Linked DNA regions of Arabidopsis thaliana: region 2 is linked to region 1. Evidence: chromatin contacts called from public targeted proximity ligation data. All regions are on one chromosome and are shown on one strand. The core of a region is the stretch at or near the end of the contact, and the rest is flanking DNA. Distances in the headings are between cores, read along the strand shown. Region 1 holds the start of AT3G03330 (NAD(P)-binding Rossmann-fold superfamily protein). Region 2 holds the start of RGL2 (RGA-like 2).

Region 1 (2,722 bases), core at 17-2,516:
AAACCTGAGTGTTGCAAACTTAGAAGACACATAAACCAAATTTCAAAATCAAATAATCACCTGAGTGACTTCAGAGACAGAAATGGCAATGGCAGCTTTGGCGTCCTCTTCTTGAAGACGCTTAAGGGCCCTACCAATCTTCCTATCACACTCAACGATAAGCCTGTCTATGGCATCTTCCAATTCCCTGTCGTAGTTATCAACACCTTTTGCCCTTGCTTCTCGGTATCTAAGGGCGAGTTAAAGCAACACAGGAGTGGAAAGAGAACAACATGCCACTGTAGAATCAAACTAAACATAACAATGACACCAACTTTTTTTTGTAACTAATCTGCATAGGCTAGTCTTATATGCACTATCCATTCATTTAACGTATTATCTCAAGCAAAAACCAGGAAGAAGAGCAAAAACATGAGCAAAAAACAGATATCAACCCAATTAGTAAGTATGTTCAAATGTCAAATTCAATTGAAAGAGGCCATGGAAGTAGGCGGCCTTCATGGTAACCGTATAAGGTAAATACTAAACTTACTGTAAACAAAGGATACTCTTTCCGAAGCTGCAAAGAGTGCACCTTTGGGCATGGTCCCATATCCATTTTCTGATAACAACAGAAATGTAAAAGGAGCATCAGTTATTAGGCAAACCAAAGTAGCCATGCACTAAATTACTAGACAGATACTCATAGAAAACAGTGAAGCGATACAAGTTTCAGAATTCAGATATACTCTATAAGATACAAAACTGCACACTGTATCAAGTAACCAAATACCAGTTATCAATTCGAGCTAAAGCAGAAACACAAAAGATTAGCTCAAAAGTGAAATTAGGGTTTTTTTATTCAAAGAGACAACTAAGTAATAAACTGAAAAAATATAAAGGTAAGCACCGTCAATTGGAAGAGATCGTGAGGGCAGAGACCAGACAAGTAAAGACGACACACATCACGGTCGTAGTATTTGCGATTCACCTCCTGAACGTCGCCGTTTCGGTTAGCTCCCATGAGCACATCAAGCTGCTTCCTTATAGCGTCCATAGTCGTTCTCTCTCTCTCTCTCTCTCTCTCTCTCTCTCTCTCTCTCTCTCTCTCTCTCTCTTTCCTCGTCCTCTCTGCAAACAGAGATTTGGGGTTTTTTGATCGAAAGACAACACAATGATAGGAACAATGGCATTCGGATGTAATAAGATTTTGGTATATAAGATTAATTGCATACAGGTCCCTATATATTAATAATTTATGTTCTACTCCTACATTTATTTCTGTCAACATATTTTGCCCACGGGTAAGAAGACTTGGTCTCTCGCTGGTTGCTTCAATCCGAGAAAATGCTGACTCTACTCTTCTTCTCTCTCGGAGCGCTTCTTCTTATCGTTCTGCTCTTCAAATTTGCATTCGCCGATGGTAATAACTCTGACGATTTCTAATGCAATGTTTAACTTCTTTTATGTATAAAAGGATTGATCTTTGCTTTGTGTAGGAGATTTTACCTTGATTTCGAAGAAGCATGTGAAGCGTGAGGCCATACAAGGCAAGGTACTGGATTGATAGAGGAAAAAATGGAATTTAGTGGGATTGATTTGAGTTTTCGATTATTTCAATCTCTGAGCATTAATTCAGATTTCTTGGTTTTGCTCAGGTCGTCTGGATCACAGGGGCTAGCCGTGGAATTGGTAACGAATGTTTTCTTAGGATTATATATCTGTGAAGAGATAACTTTTATTGTGGCTGCTTACTCTTCATGTTTATGATTGGATTCAGGTGAAATTCTTGCTAAACAGTTTGCAAGTTTAGATGCCAAGCTTATTCTCTCTGCTAGGAATAAAGCTGAACTGGATCGGGTTAAGAGTGAGCTTAAAGGTACTTTCTTACACAATGAATCAAAGAAAGCTCTCCAGTTTACAATTGTGAGCTTTTTGTTGACACGTGATGTAACTGACTCTGTATTCTTCTTCTAGGTAAATTTGCACCAGAAGATGTCAAGGTTTTGCCTTTAGATTTAGCTAGCGGCGAAGAGTCACTCAAACATGTTGTAGAGCAAGCAGTGTCGCTTTTCCCTGGAGCTGGTGTTGATTATTTGGTTCACAATGCTGCCTTTGAGCGTCCGGTAAGTAATTTCCTTGCTAAAGTTTTGTATCTACTCAATAGAGAGTCTTAGGCTTTAGATATGTTTACTCAAGCGGGTGTCATCATCATACTCTTTTCCTTGCAGAAATCCAAGGCATCGGATGCAAGTGAGGAAACTCTCAAGGTACTAAAATTAATTGCGTAAAATTCGTAGGCAAGATTATTAATTCTTGAGGAAACTCTCAAGGTATTTTTTGTTTCTATTGCCATAGTTAGCCTGTAACAATTAGGACATGGGTGATTTTGATATTTCTTTCTGACATATGGTTAATCTATGATTTTGTGTGCAGACTACATTCGATGTTAATGTCTTTGGGACGATATCTCTGACAAAGTTGGTAGCTCCTCATATGCTAAAACAAGGAGGGGGTCATTTTGTTGTGGTACGTGGAGACTACTGGGGGATAGTTTTTGTTAATTTTGTGGAATTATATTTAAGGATTGAGCTTCATATCATAGTTTATATATGTGGATAACATTGCGTTTTATATGTTAGTTAATTGTTGTAATCACAGTATTGAATCTTGACTATATATGTTAAATCTGAGGATACTAGGGTATATAGACAATTTAAGGTTTCGTTCAGGTTAGTATTTA
Region 2 (2,871 bases), core at 46-2,545, 35 kb before region 1:
CTTTGAGGTGGACTAGTTTTGGCGAGTGAGCATGACGCGCTTCAGTTTCGATTCTCTCATCTTATGAATTTTAAAAGAGGGATCCTAAATAAAAAGTAACAAATAATGTAAACCACAAAAGCAAAACAGGCCAATTTAGACACAAGTTACATCAAATGACTAAAAATGGAAAAGCATGCACCATGTGACTTCTAACACAACAACGAATATCATTTTCTTGTAGCTGCGATTGGGACCATACCTATATACAATCCCCACAACATTTTTCTATAATTTATTTTCTTATATTCCAAAAGGATCTTTTACGGTTTCCAAACGATACCACTATTCGAAAAAACCTTAATTATTATGCATGATGATGATGTGTGTATGTAAAACTGCTGAAAGATATATGCAATAAATTAATGAAAGTAACCTTATGTTGTGGACGTCTCGTAGGCTATGTCTTCCTCTACGTGGCACATGAGAAGTTGCTCATGTGTCCCCCTCAAATACTTGAGCTGTAGACTGTAGTTTTATCTCAGTGAAACAATACATAGCTAAAAACATATTTGTTTATCATTATGGTAAAAAAGAATTCACATCACCAGAATGTTAGAACTTGGTCAAGAAAAAAGAGAGTAATAGTTGAATCATATTTGTGTCTGATTATACTTTTCTTATGGACCAATAAAATAATTAGTTATCTAATGTTGTCTCAGTTTAATATGATCTCTAAAAACTGATTACTCTATGACATTAAACCTGCTGGTAACAAAAAATTGTTTGCTTTGAAAATTTGTATTTTTATCCAAACACTAACAACTTAGGATTCTTGCTTCATGATTATACACTTTCGACTGAGGAAAAGATTATATACTTTCTACCAAGATATGAGAAAATCAAATTTGTATAATTCAATATTTTCAGTTGTCATTAGAAAAGAGTTGATTATCAAATGTCAATTATTTAGTGAAAAAATAAACATTATCCAACATAAGGAAAAAAACTACACTTAAGTGCCATTATCTTAACACGCATTTGGTGCCGTTTGGGTTTAAGAACAACGAAGTCGTAAGCGAGAATATGACAATATTCAATGGCATTTAAGAACAATTAAGTCGTGATCGTCTATAAGACTATGACACTATCATTAAAAGACACTTTAATCACTTCACAACTTAAAAACATCTTACCAACAAATATGACGAAAGCACACTACAACCTAAAAGTTATAAAGTTCCATTGGTCAAAACTACTAAACAGATTTAGAAATCTCTACTAAACAGTTATAAAGAAAATTATCCATTACTACAAAAAAAAAGGAGTAAATTTCTTGGAGTTAGGAAAAAATGAAAGAGAGAAACAGATGCCAAACAATAGTGGCATGCTCTGATTCTTATCTCTTAAACACACTTCACAGTCACTTCTCTAATTGGACCTCTCTCTCACTCCCTCGTGCTTTATATATTGCTCCTCTCAGAATCTCCTTTCTTTCCACAAAAATTGTCTGTAACCAAATCACAACAAAGACCCACAAAATTCTTTTTTTTTTCTTTTTCAAATCCCATTAATAAAAACCTTACCAACCCATGAAGTAAAGTAAACTCCTTTCTTATAAACTCTCTTTTGTTCTTTTTTTTTCAACTTCATCAGTCTCTTAACTCACCATCACAAGAACAAGAAAGATGAAGAGAGGATACGGAGAAACATGGGATCCGCCACCAAAACCACTACCAGCTTCTCGTTCCGGAGAAGGTCCTTCAATGGCGGATAAGAAGAAGGCTGATGATGACAACAACAACAGCAACATGGATGATGAGCTTCTTGCTGTTCTTGGCTACAAGGTTCGATCTTCTGAGATGGCTGAAGTAGCACAGAAGCTTGAACAACTTGAGATGGTCTTGTCTAATGATGATGTTGGTTCTACTGTCTTAAACGACTCTGTTCATTATAACCCATCTGATCTCTCTAACTGGGTCGAGAGCATGCTTTCTGAGCTGAACAACCCGGCTTCTTCGGATCTTGACACGACCCGAAGTTGTGTGGATAGATCCGAATACGATCTCAGAGCAATTCCGGGTCTTTCTGCGTTTCCAAAGGAAGAGGAAGTCTTTGACGAGGAAGCTAGCAGCAAGAGGATCCGACTCGGATCGTGGTGCGAATCGTCGGACGAGTCAACTCGGTCCGTGGTGCTCGTTGACTCTCAGGAGACCGGAGTTAGACTTGTCCACGCACTAGTGGCGTGCGCTGAGGCGATTCACCAGGAGAATCTCAACTTAGCTGACGCGCTGGTGAAACGCGTGGGAACACTCGCGGGTTCTCAAGCTGGAGCTATGGGAAAAGTCGCTACGTATTTTGCTCAAGCCTTGGCTCGTCGTATTTACCGTGATTACACGGCGGAGACGGACGTTTGCGCGGCGGTGAACCCATCTTTCGAAGAGGTTTTGGAGATGCACTTTTACGAGTCTTGCCCTTACCTGAAGTTCGCTCATTTCACGGCGAACCAAGCGATTCTAGAAGCTGTTACGACGGCGCGTAGAGTTCACGTCATTGATTTAGGGCTTAATCAAGGGATGCAATGGCCTGCTTTAATGCAAGCTTTAGCTCTCCGACCCGGTGGACCTCCGTCGTTTCGTCTCACCGGAATCGGACCACCGCAGACGGAGAATTCAGATTCGCTTCAACAGTTAGGTTGGAAATTAGCTCAATTCGCTCAGAACATGGGCGTTGAATTCGAATTCAAAGGCTTAGCCGCTGAGAGTTTATCGGATCTTGAACCCGAAATGTTCGAAACCCGACCCGAATCTGAAACCTTAGTGGTTAATTCGGTATTTGAGCTCCACCGGTTATTAGCCCGATCCGGTTCAATCGAAAAGCTTCTCAATACGG

What was found.
Region 2: a contact with region 1 is called in a targeted proximity ligation map of shoot, with 14 read pairs. A contact is called at or near these places in 1 of 26 Hi-C or Micro-C datasets (root), 1 of 2 datasets of targeted methods (shoot) and 1 of 3 other capture datasets (shoot).

What each region holds. Positions count from the first base shown.
Region 1 is chr3:784,753-787,474 of TAIR10.1, reverse strand. It overlaps AT3G03330 (NAD(P)-binding Rossmann-fold superfamily protein), which reads left to right and starts at 1,266. Exons shown (of 12, transcript NM_111204.4): 1 at 1,266-1,402; 2 at 1,479-1,534; 3 at 1,638-1,671; 4 at 1,760-1,858; 5 at 1,957-2,105; 6 at 2,211-2,249; 7 at 2,416-2,508. The coding sequence starts at 1,327. It overlaps UNE6 (LUC7 related protein), which reads right to left and starts at 1,270. Exons shown (of 13, transcript NM_001337465.1): 1 at 890-1,270; 2 at 549-601; 3 at 61-229. The coding sequence starts at 1,270.
Region 2 is chr3:820,076-822,946 of TAIR10.1, reverse strand. It overlaps RGL2 (RGA-like 2), which reads left to right and starts at 1,295. Exons shown (of 1, transcript NM_111216.3): 1 at 1,295-2,871. The coding sequence starts at 1,668. AT3G03460 (mediator of RNA polymerase II transcription subunit-like protein) reads left to right here. Exons shown (of 2, transcript NM_111217.3): 2 at 1-51.